Linked DNA regions of Gossypium hirsutum: region 2 is linked to region 1. Evidence: chromatin contacts called from public Hi-C data. All regions are on one chromosome and are shown on one strand. Each heading gives the region's core, a stretch centred on a gene start, on an enhancer-like site or on the middle of the called end of the contact. The rest is flanking DNA. Distances are from core to core; before and after follow the strand shown. Region 1 holds the start of LOC107951155 (ubiquitin-conjugating enzyme E2-17 kDa). Region 2 has its middle 21 kb from the start of LOC107951157.

Region 1 (6,067 bases), core at 2,424-4,923:
TGCCAAAGTTTAGTAATATCATCATATGACAAGGAAGAGGAAGCGACAGTTGCATCACCAGTAACAGTAGAACCCTGCAAAACATATAACTTGGCAATCTTTCTCTGCCCTTTCATCACAACAAGGAAACCTTTGGAAATATTTAAAACCCTACTTTTAACTGTGTATCTGTACTCTTTTGAATCAAGAGTACTCAATGAAATTAAATTTCTTTTTAGTTCTGGAACATGTCGTACGTTACTAAGTGTTTTGACAACTCCATCAAACATCTTAACTTTAATTGTTCCAACACCTGCGATTTTACACGAAGCATTTTTTCTATCAAAACAACACCTTTAGACACTGTTTCGTAACTTGTAAACCGATCCTGATTAGGACTCATGTGGAAGGTGCAGCTTGAATCAAGTATCCACTCCTCGCTTACTTTAGAATCATTGACAGAAGTGACTAGAAGTTTACTATCGCTGTAGTTTTCTACAATATCATCTTCACCGGAATTTTCTGGTTGTTTGCCCTTTTGATTGCAGCCTTCCTTTTAATCTTGTTCTGTAGCTTATAGCACTTAGATTTAATGTGCCCTTTCTTCTTGCAGAAGTTACAAGTTTTACCTCTGTTTGAAGACTTTGATCTACCTTTAGATTTACCACGATGATTCCGTTCCTGTGTCCTACCACAATCATCATCAGTATTTCGATCTTGTCTTCCACGAACAATGAGACCCTCTCCCTAAGAGTCAGGTTTAACCACAAGATGCTTCATCTTATTATACAAGGTTAAAAAATCATAAACCTTATCAACTGTGAGAGACTCGCGGGTATATAAAATCGTGTCTCTAAAGGTTGAATAAGACCGGGGCAATGAACAAAGTAGAATCAACCCTAGGTCTTCCTTATCATACTGAACCTCTATGGCCTCCAAGTTTGAGAGAATTTCTTTAAACACTGTTAAGTGTTTGTGTACAGACGCACTTTCCTCCAAATGATGAACATAAAGGCGCTGCTTCATATGCAACTTGCTTGTTAGAGTTTTCGACATACATATTTGTTCTAGCCTCTTCTATAATGCATCAGTGGTCTTCTCTTTCATCACATCCTGCAAAATTTCATTGGACAAATGCAGATGTAGTTGTGTTAACGCCTTTCGATCCTTACGCATCTTCTCTTCATTTGTTAATGTCGAAGGCATCTTATCTATCCCTAGCAGGGTATCCTCTAGATCCATCTGCGCAAGAACTGCTTGCATCTTAATCTACCACAACGCAAGTTTGGTGTTGCGATCCAACAACAGAATTTCATACTTTAAAGATGACATTACCGTGATCGAGATGAACAACCCGAAAACTCTGATACCAATTTGTTTTAAAAAAATAAAAGTAAAAATAAAAAAATAAAATAAAAACACAGATTTTTACGTAGAAACCCTTTCGGAAAAAAAAATCACTGCCAGAGGAGAAGAAAATTCACTATGTCGAATTCGAATTATTATTACAAGAGGAATAGACTATGTTTATTTATAGGTTTGTAAAGCCATATTCTAGTAAGACTAAAACACCTTATTCTAATCAATATCAAATAAATGGAATTTAATAAGGTTTAAAAAACCTTATTGTAAAATAAAATAAAAGAAGTGTAATTCTATATGGATTCTTCTTTTATTTATTTTACCACTGTATTTTATTTAAATAAGGATTCGGGTTACTTAATTCTAACACAAGCCTATAAATAGGCATAATCTATTCCTCTTGTATTAATTCGAATTCGACATAGTAAATTTTCTTCTCCTCTGCCCGTGGTTTTTTCCCGAAAAGGTTTACACGTAAAAAATCTATGTGTTCTTTATTTTATTTTTTATTTTATTTTCACAAAGGCAAACTTATTTTTGAGAATTCGAGACGTCGCGTGCTAACTTACGGGATACGACCTTTTGTTACCTCGAGATAAGAAAGCCTTTTATATATGTTTTGATTTATTTAAGGGATTTTACTAAAAATATATACATTAATACAAAGAGGGATCGTGTTTTTAACTCCTTTCAAATTTTCAATTTTCGACACTAAGGACATCAAGTAATTAATTAGGTACCAATTTTGGGCGTAACGAGGGTGCTAACCCTTCCTTGTGTGTAACCGACTTCCGAATCCGTTTTTTAAACTCTGTAGACCAAAAATCGTTGTTTTAAATCAAACATTTTATTAAAACGATCAAATTACGAGGTGATCTGATCACACTTCATAAAAAAGATTAATGGCGACTACATTTTCATTTTTAAAATAAAAAGTCGATTTCAAAAAAAAAAAGTTCCGACACCCATTAACAGTGTTAAAATTATTTTGTTAAATTCAACTTTATTACAACACTATTTTTTAGTTATATTGCTACAAAGTGAATATTATTTATTTCAAAATGTCACAACAACAAATTCATACAATTATTTTAATGGTAGTGACTAATTTACACAATTATTTCATTTAAAGTGACTAACTTAATTATTTTATTCAAAGTGACTAACTTAAAAAAAAGAGTTTTAGAATGATCAAACTAAGGTTAACTCTATCTTAAAGTGATCATCAGTATAATTTACCCCAAACAAAATTAGGGTGAACAATTTACAAGTTCGATCCAAAAAATTTAAAACCCAATTTACTTTTAAAACAAAATTAACTTACCTCTAAAACCAAAAAAAAAAACCAAATAAACGTATTTTAGATCGATTTGATCCAAAATCTACATTTAAAAAAAGTATACAAACTACTACCTGACAAACTAAATAATTTAACACAACACAGTATAACACAAGTTTCATAATCCATCACAACATTGCAACAAAATTATTTTCATTAACAATTTTTTTATTTATCAAATAATGAAGTGAGTTTTGCTTGAATGGGCGTCAAATGCTGAAATGAACCGTGTAGTGAAAGTGAAGGATCGGGTTTGGGTGTAGTATTTTTGGGTTTAATTTATTAATTCAGTTTAAATATCAATTGGATTTAATTTTTGGATATTGGCCCAATTAGTATAAATTTTAAGGGTAAATTATGTAACTCAACTTTAAAAAATTATAAAAAGTCACTAAATTATTTAAAATTTTTTTATTTAAAATATTGGATTATTATTAATTTTTTTACAATTAACGAGTTCTAAGCAACAAAAATAAATGATTGGTACGGTAGTTCAATATCTATCAACAAGTAAAAAAATATATTAAATCCAAGTCAATCTAATGATCAATGTATAATATTAGAAAAAAAAGTTTCTTAAATTTTAGTTTGAATATTCATGACGTTTAAAGTTGTTTCATAAGAAAAAAATAGACTGTAAAAGAGAAGGGGAAGCAAAGCTTTTGATTGGTGGAGGTGATGAAGATAGAAAAAGTTATACAACATTAATTTTAACAATTTATTAATTTAAATAAAAACTTTCAAATAGTTTAATGATTATTTTATAACTTTTTAAAATTGAGTGACGAAAACATAAATTTACTAATAATTTAATGACAATGAATATAATTTACCCCGATTACAATTAGATTCTGAATTGAGTTTAGGTTTATAATATATAAAATATAAAAATAAAAATAAAAATATGATTTAAAACCGGTTAATTCAATTTTAATTTTTTTAATCAATCCATTTTGCCCAACTTTTTAAACCGAAACAAAAATCAACTATTTGATTTTTGCACACTCCTGCAAATTACCATCACGCGCCACACGCGGTTGCCAATGCCATCTCTAAAGAGAAGGTATCCGTGTCAAAAGAAATACAAAATAAAATTCTCTTATAATCGCGTGGGGTCTACAAACATAGCCAATCAGAACACAAAACATCCCAATTTTTGCCTTTCTCTACATAATAATTATAATTATTATTATTAAAAATTGATTTCTGGGAGATTTCTTTTTTAAGCTTTATTTTTGCCTCTTTACATTTCTCCGCTACTTTCAGCAAAAAAAAAAAAAAAAAAAAACCACCCAAACAGACAATAGACTAGGACAGGAGGATCTCTCAGGTACTTGTTCTTTTTTATCTCTAGTTTCCTCTTTATTTCGTTTTATTTTTTGGTTTCTCTTCAATTTAAAATTTTCTTTGTTAGACACAAAAAGCGATCTAGCTTGAAAATTTCTATTTTTTTAATAAAATTTTGTTTGTTTTAGGGTTTAGGTGATGGCTTCGAAGCGGATCTTGAAGGAGCTCAAGGATCTCCAGAAAGATCCTCCTACCTCTTGCAGCGCAGGTTCATTTTTTTTTCTACTTCGTGTTTCGATTTGTTCATTTCTGAATTTTTTAGATTTGTTCGTTGAAACTCTTTTTTTTTTTTGAAAAATTGATTAGAAATTTTTTAGATATCTGCTTTTGAAAAAGAAAATTATGACATAATAATTACTATTGCTGCATAATTCAATTTGAACTATATATAACGAATCTATTTTCTATACTTATTATTGGTCTTTTCATTTTGACCATGATGATTCCATTTTATTCTAACTACAATATATTTATTTTTTATTTTTTTAAAATTTTCATGTCTAATTATTAGTTAATTATTGTTCATGTCTGTTTGTTAAGGTGTTATTTGGTCGTACGAAATTGTTCATGTATAGGTGAAGTTTGTAAGGAAACGATTTGGATAATTGCATGTATTGAGTATATGAACTCGTCATTTCTGTTATATGTGCTTAAATTTCTTAAGGCAAATAAGAGTAAGGATGAGTGGTTCGTTCAATTTTAATTTGGGAAAAGATTATCATAAGATTACTTGGTGATTGTTCATCTAACTATTGTCCTTTTGCTTATTTTTACTATTGAATTAGGCCCTGTTGCTGAAGACATGTTTCATTGGCAAGCAACTATTATGGGTCCTCCTGACAGTCCATATGCTGGTGGAGTGTTTCTAGTCACCATTCATTTCCCTCCGGACTATCCATTTAAACCACCAAAGGTAGTTGATTGTATTCCTGAACCAAACTAGTTTACATTCTTTCTTGCCTTGGCTCTATAATTTGTATTTTTAGCTATCAAGTGTTGTTATCCTATATCTGTTAATTACTGGATTTCCTGTGGTCTCATTTACAAGTTTGGTCCTTCCACTTATTACTTTTGGTTTCAGTTTGGATGCATAACATTAGTATTCAGGTTGTCTATTTGTAGGCCAAGTTGAGCTACACGTGAGGGGGAGTGTTAGGTGATGTTATCCCACATTTATTAAGTATTGGTCATATTTAAGTTGTGCCACTCCACTTATTACCAATTGGTTTTAGGTTGGATGCTTAACATTATCTTTATTGACTATATATTTGACTGTAACTGGCTGTCTTTTTCATTTAAAATCATGCCACTATATCTCTAAGTGCCTTGAAGAAAATTTCTCAGCATATTCTGCAACTTTTTTATGTGAACAAGCTATTTTTTTTATATATAACCATCTATGCAAGTGCTGTAGAGTGTAGACAAGATTGTTATCTCCTCAGAATTCCAATAAGATTTTTTTTATTTATTTTTATTATGTGGACCATGTGGTGAATGTTCTTACCTTTTCCTGATTTACATATCAACATTTGGTGGGATGTGTATATAGCATAAATGTTTAAAGCCTTCATGTTATATGGCTAATTCCTTGTTGTAGATACTGTGACCAAGGTGTCTCAGCAGTGCAAGTGGCTTATGCAAACATTGCTTGACAGTGAAATGAGTAAATGCTAATTCTACTTGATTGCCTTTTAGCATTTATTAGCTTATTCTGGCGCACCAATGTTTTTATCTCCACAGGGCATGTATGCATGCAGAGTGGTGCATACACATGCATGTCGGATGTCCAATGGTTTAGTTTTTGCATTAAAGGCTATTGTTAGGTTGTTTTCTGAACCAAAATTTATATGATATATTGTTAATCTCACTTCTGTAAACAGCATCAGGTAAGATCTTTCTCCTTCACGGGCATGTGGGTGCTTAGTTATGGCTTCTCACATTTACTATATACTTCTTGTCTAAACAAAAAGTAGTTTTGCTGGATGCTCTGGTAATATATTTATAGTTTTGCTGGAGCCAGATCGCTAATTCTTATTGTAA
Region 2 (6,067 bases), core at 2,397-4,896, 56 kb before region 1:
CAGTGGTTATGGGACCAAATTCAAGGCAAAAGATTACTTCTTTTTCTAAGACAAAAAGTCTCATGCGAAAAAAAGTGTCAAAAAGTTGTGGCCATTTGATGATTTCATTAGTGACCCTTTTGTATGGGGTTTCAGACTTCTCTTTTGGGCTCTTAGACTAACCAACGCAATTAGGCATATGGTGCATCTATTTTTAGATTAGTCGCTAAACTTTTAATTTATTTTTATTTTAGTCACTTAATTATAGTGATAGGTGATGATGAGAGTCGAATGGGGTGGTGTTAGTTTCGGGTCAAGCTCTTGGAGAGTTGTTGAGTGGTTTGTTTGATAAAGTGATGGTGTAGGTAAATTGAGTTAAATGCAATATTTGAGGTAGTGAAGGCTTTTGGGTTCAATGGCGAGAGTTGAGATGGTGAAGAATGGTAGTATTGGTTTAGTGAGTGGCTTGTTTTAGACTAAGAGAAGTTGATTTGGTGACTAGTGTAGGAGTTGAAGATGAAGAGAAGGTACTATGGTGACTGGCTAAGGTAGTGGGGAAGATTAGTTTCCCACAAATTTTTTTAAAAAAATTACCATATCATAACCCGATTAAATATTAAGAATTCAATGATTAAAAAATAATTTGGATAATTAGTGATCAAAATGGAAATAAACAAAAGGTTTAGTAAGTAATTAGGTAGATTATTATAAATTATTTGATTAATTAGGTACAAATTAGTTGAGAAAAGAAAAAATAACCCTTACTTTAGAAAATAAATTGCATTATTTTGAGGGTGTTTTTGTCACTTTATATAGAAAGTAGAAAAATATACACATAATAAAATTTGAACCCATAACTTTTTAGTTTTATTTATTTATTTACATTTGTACTTTATCATTCAACGAAAGCCTCATTCGTTATTTATATTATTTTTTGTAAGTATATTTGTTGTATAATTTTATTTTTCACCTATATCATGAATGTGTCATAATCTAATATATATAAATTAACTCAAATTATATTACATTTAACATGATCTGAGTTTTAATCTTATTCACTGGTCAAATACAATAATTCAAGTTAAACTATAATAAATCGGATAAACATACATCACTTAAAAATGTCACTTTTTTGTTTTAAACTAAAGCCATATCATTTAATTAAGTTTATCTTATATAATTTTCAAATCTTACAAAAATAACAATTCTACTCATTTTATGAAATATTTATGCTCTTTCAAAAAGTACAAGGATCAAAATATTACAAAATTCACGATACATGAATAATACTTTTTGTATATTTATAAAATATTAAATCTGGTATTTACACTTCAAAAATGTTCAATGCATTGCTTGAACTATCAATATGTGCTTTATTATGGTACTTGTGCTTTGAAAAAAATGTTTAATGTAGTACATAAACTATCAATATATGTTTTATTAGGATTTTTGGTGTTAACATTATTAGTAAAATGCTAAACCAACAATTCAACACATAATTTTTTTTCTTTCCCAAAGAGAAGTCCACATGAATAATATAATATTATATAAAAACTAAATAAAACAAGAATATTAATGGAAATATTCAATTTAACCTAAGTGTATTTTAAAAGCATGGGCTTAGCGGAATGCATAGATGTAGAGACATAAAAAGGCCCAATACTCTTATCGGGCCGAATGCCAAAATTACAGTATACAATGTTAAACTATAATGGAAAATCTAGAGAAACAGTATACATCAAGAAGAATGATTCATATATTTCACTCTCATTGTTTCTGTACAGCATATGTGCTTATATAACAAATACAAGTGAGTTTATCAACCGACTAACTGCTTAACAGACTTACCAAACTAACCGATACTGAACCAATCCTTAGTTAGTTACTCTAACATTCTCCTGGATTCCTCAACTCCTTTTGGTGAAAAAGAAACATCAGTGCTGGACAACACACAAAGAGCGCGGCGAAAAGTTGCAAACTGCTTGGGAGTGATGGGTTTAGTCAGAACATCAGCCACCTGTTTGTCAGAGGAACAAAGTTGACCAGCAGGGTACCATTAAGTACCTTCTCACGAACAAAATGATGGTCAATCTCGACATGTTTTACATGAGCATGGTGAGTAGGATTTGCAGCTATTGACACGGTAGAGGTGTTGTCGCACCAGACAACTGGAGACTCGCAGGGAGGCATACCCAGCTCATCGAGCAACTGTTTAACCCATAGCAATTCAGCCACACAATTAGCGAGACTACAGTATTCAGCCTCAGAGGAGGATCGAGACACAACGAGTTGCTTTTTGGAGCACCATGTAATGGGATTCGACCCTAGATAGATAACATAACCAGTGGTGGAACGCCGATCTTCCACCGAGGAAGCCCAATCAGCATCAGAATAGCCGACTAACTCAAACTGGCCTTTGGAGAGAAACAATCCATGATCTAAAGTACCTAGAAGATACCCCAACACCCGTTTAACAGCCTTCCAATGAGCTTCACTAGGAGCGTTCATGTATTGACTAAGCTTATTAACACAGAATCATAAATCGGGACGAGTAATGCACACATATTGAAGCATGCCGACTATGCTTCGGTACAAGGGGCCATCAACAAATGGCGGGCTGTCATCAGAGGCAACTAGCTTTGGAGTGCTGACCATAGGTGTTGGTGTAGTCGATGCGCCTGACATGCCAGTCTTGTGAAGTATGTCTGTAATGTATTTTTTCTGGCTTAAGAGCAACCCTTGTGATGTATGATGAACAGAAATACCCAAGAAAAAGTGGAGTTGTCCCATGTCTTTTAGAGCAAATTGACGATGAAGTTGCTGCACCACAGTATCAATCTCATTAGTGGAGCTTCCAGTGATAATAATGTCATCGACATACGCCATAAGCAATAGAGAACTCTCTATAGTAGCTCGAATGAAAAGTGAAGGATCTGCTTTTGAAGCTCGAAAACCAAGTTGAGTAACCAGATAGTGTTTGAGAGTCTGAAACCAAGCTCGAGGGGCTTGTCTCAAACCATACAAAGCTTTGTTAAGCTTGCAGACTAGCTGCTGACCATTGGGATCGACCACCTCAAACCCTGGTGGTTGGCTTATGTAGACCTCCTCAGTCAACACACCATTGAGAAAAGCATTATTTACATCAACCTGTCTTAAGGACCATCCTTTCATGACCGCAAGAGCGAGAACAGTGCGAATAGTTGCTGCTCGTACAACTGGACTGAAAGTGTCACGAAAATCAAGTCCAGCATGCTGAGAGAACCCTTTTGCGACTAAGCGAGCTTTATATCTATCCACCGTGCCATCGGCGTTCCTTTTCACCTTAAAGAGCCATTTACAGCCTATGGCTCGTCTATTTTCAGGTAGTAGACAGAGACTCCAAGTGCGATTGTGAATAAGAGCTTGCAGCTCATTATGAACAGCAGCTTTCCAAGGCTCAGTGCTCATGGCAGCATGGATATCAACGGGAACATCTTCAGACATATCAGTTGCTGTACTCAGGTATACCTTAGGTTTAAAAATCCCTGCTTTGCTTCTGGAGACCATAGCATGAGAGTTATGAGGAAGACAGGTTGTTGAAGGGTTTTGACCAGGTAAGGGGTGTGGAGAGGATGGATCAGGTAGGCTGGAACTAGGTGGAGAAGGGGAAGAGTTGACTGAAGTGGGGGGAACATGATCAGACGAGATAGGTTGAGGTGTAGGATGCAAGGGGATGGCTAAGGGAGTGGTTGAAATAAGAGGTGGGAAACTAGTAGTGGAAGATTGAGCTGGCGACAAGACAAGAAGTCTAGAACTAGACTGTGACTTAGTTATAGGTGGGACAGATTGGTCAGCAATGGATTGAAATGGAAAGACTGTTTCATGAAAGGTGATGTGACGAGAGACATATACACGCCCATTACTATCCTGACAACGGTACCCTTTGTGCATGGGAGAGTAACCTAAGAATGTGTATGGGGTTGACCTAAACTGTAATTTATGAGTGTTGTAAGGGCGAAGGTTAGGAAAACACAGACACCCAAAGACACGTAGAAAGGAGTAATTTGGTGAGACTTTAAACTATTTTTCATACGGTGAGACCTGGTTTAGGGGGGAGGAAGGTAACCTGTTTATCAAATACACAGCAGTGCTGAAAGCATCACGCCAGTAGGATACTGAACCAATCCTTAGTTAGTTACTCTAACATACAAAATCTTTTGATGGTACAATAATGGAAAAGAGTAGTAGTAGATGAGGATTACCGGTCCAAGCCAAGTCAAAGATTTTGTCCATATCCAAAAAGCCAAGCACCTGACAATACATCAAGCATAATCTTTTGAAGTACAAATGAAGTCCCTCATGCTATGTCTATCAAACCTCTTAAGCAAATAATATAAGAGTTTTGTGATCATGAAAATGTAAAACTCCTGCAGCTGGAAACTTATTTAAAGTGTTTCTACATAATTGTTTACACATAGCAGAATGTTCATTCTGTGGCAAGTGTTAAGACATTATTATGGAGTTAAGCAGGTGTTAGTGTTCACGTTAATGTGAAAGGATTGAAGGCTAAACAAAAAGTTCTGTTGTGATTTTGAAACATAACTTCTGCAATATTCAGCTTTGTGACGGGAAAAAGACAAAACAAAATATCGGCTAATCTTTATCAGAGCTAGGTTTCGATCCTGAGACCTGTGGGTTATGGGCCCACCACGCTTTCGCTGCGCCACTCTGATTGTTGGTAAGCAGGTTGTAATTTAAATTATTAAAAGTATAGAGACACAAATCTGAAATTACACAAGACCCTCATTGGTGATTTTAGGTAATATCAATTTGAATTAATTCAATTTTCGATCATCCAAAATTGAGAACCGGGTTCTCCCGCGAGTTGTTTTATTTTTTCACTTTTAAGTTTAAATTATTTTTTAAAAAAATTGGGTCGAATAAATTTGAATTTTGATTAAATAGATTTAAATTGTTGATTTTTATGATTAAGTTTAGATTTCAATTGATCAAACTCGAATTTTTCAGTTCAGGAAAAAATTGACTGATCTAATTATGACTTAATGCCAAAATATGGATAAAAACCTCTTTTTTATTTGGTTGGTGATCATTGTAAACAATTTTATCGTAATTAAAATGTTATAGTTTGATTTTCCTTTTTTAAACATTAACCTCGGTTATGTTATATACTCTAATTAATTAGATTTTATAAATATACATATCTAAAAACATTTTTATTGACGAATAAAGAAAAGAATAAAATTTTAAAAAAAAAATTAACCATATTTTTATAGTGAAAAAAGGTGAAAACATTTGACTAGGGAATAGAATTATTTGGTATGTTGTATTATTTAGAATTACTTAACATATTACAAGACTAATTTATTTTGGTATTCTTTTTGCACTTAATTCTAAAATGTTAATATATTTCCATTGCATAAGAGTCAATATTTTTAATTTTATCATTCAACAGTATTAAAACATTATATCAATAACCAAATTGTTTTAAAATGTAAACATTAAGCATAAAATTACCATCTATTTTGGGAATATTTGTTTCAAGTATCAATTACTCATATAATTACACTAAAATCATTTATGTAAAAGATTTAAGGTTATTCATTTTATTTTCAAGTTCAAATAATATTTTAAAAAAAACATTTTATATCGTAATTCAAGTAGTGAATCCCCATTTACAATTTTTATTTTTATTATATAACAATTAAGAAAAAAGCAAGATAAGAAGTTGGATGTCAAAGATTTTATCCACAAGACTAAAAGCATAGTCATCCAAAATCCAATTCAAAATATTCCCATTCTAAAACGAAAGAGGACAACTCCATAGAAATCAAATCACAAATTTCTTGCCTATGGATTCCTAGACAATTGCATATCTTATTCCTTCAACCACCAAACATTGCATTCTAATTTCTACCCTATTTGCATCAATTACAACAATTCTTCAACATTTGGTTGCGTTGCTAAACCCCTGGGATCTTCAAAGTCTAGATTTGAGTTCTTGTGTTGGTAAAATCTTAAGATCTTGAAGGTTCAGATTCTAACTTCTATTATATGCGAGTTTTTTCATATATTTATTTTGTTTAATTGT

What was found. A called contact is a pair of places that touch in the nucleus more often than the background predicts.
Region 2: a Hi-C map of leaf shows a contact between it and region 1, with 4 times the contacts expected there. The contact joins the enhancer-like site here to the promoter of LOC107951155 in region 1. A contact is called at or near these places in 12 of 34 Hi-C or Micro-C datasets (callus, hypocotyl, leaf and 1 more).

Annotation. Positions count from the first base shown.
Region 1 is chrA02:47,861,337-47,867,403 of Gossypium_hirsutum_v2.1, reverse strand. LOC107951155 (ubiquitin-conjugating enzyme E2-17 kDa) reads left to right here and starts at 3,673. Exons shown (of 5, transcript XM_016886088.2): 1 at 3,673-4,010; 2 at 4,156-4,235; 3 at 4,813-4,940. The coding sequence starts at 4,166.
Region 2 is chrA02:47,917,065-47,923,131 of Gossypium_hirsutum_v2.1, reverse strand. No RefSeq gene overlaps it. Among protein-coding and RNA genes, the nearest start is that of LOC107951157, 21 kb to the left of the region's middle. Within about 2 kb of position 3,646, at least 6 of the 9 cell types and tissues checked have an H3K27ac peak or open chromatin away from gene starts, as enhancers often do. A contact at or near this core is called in hypocotyl and leaf, where this site is marked.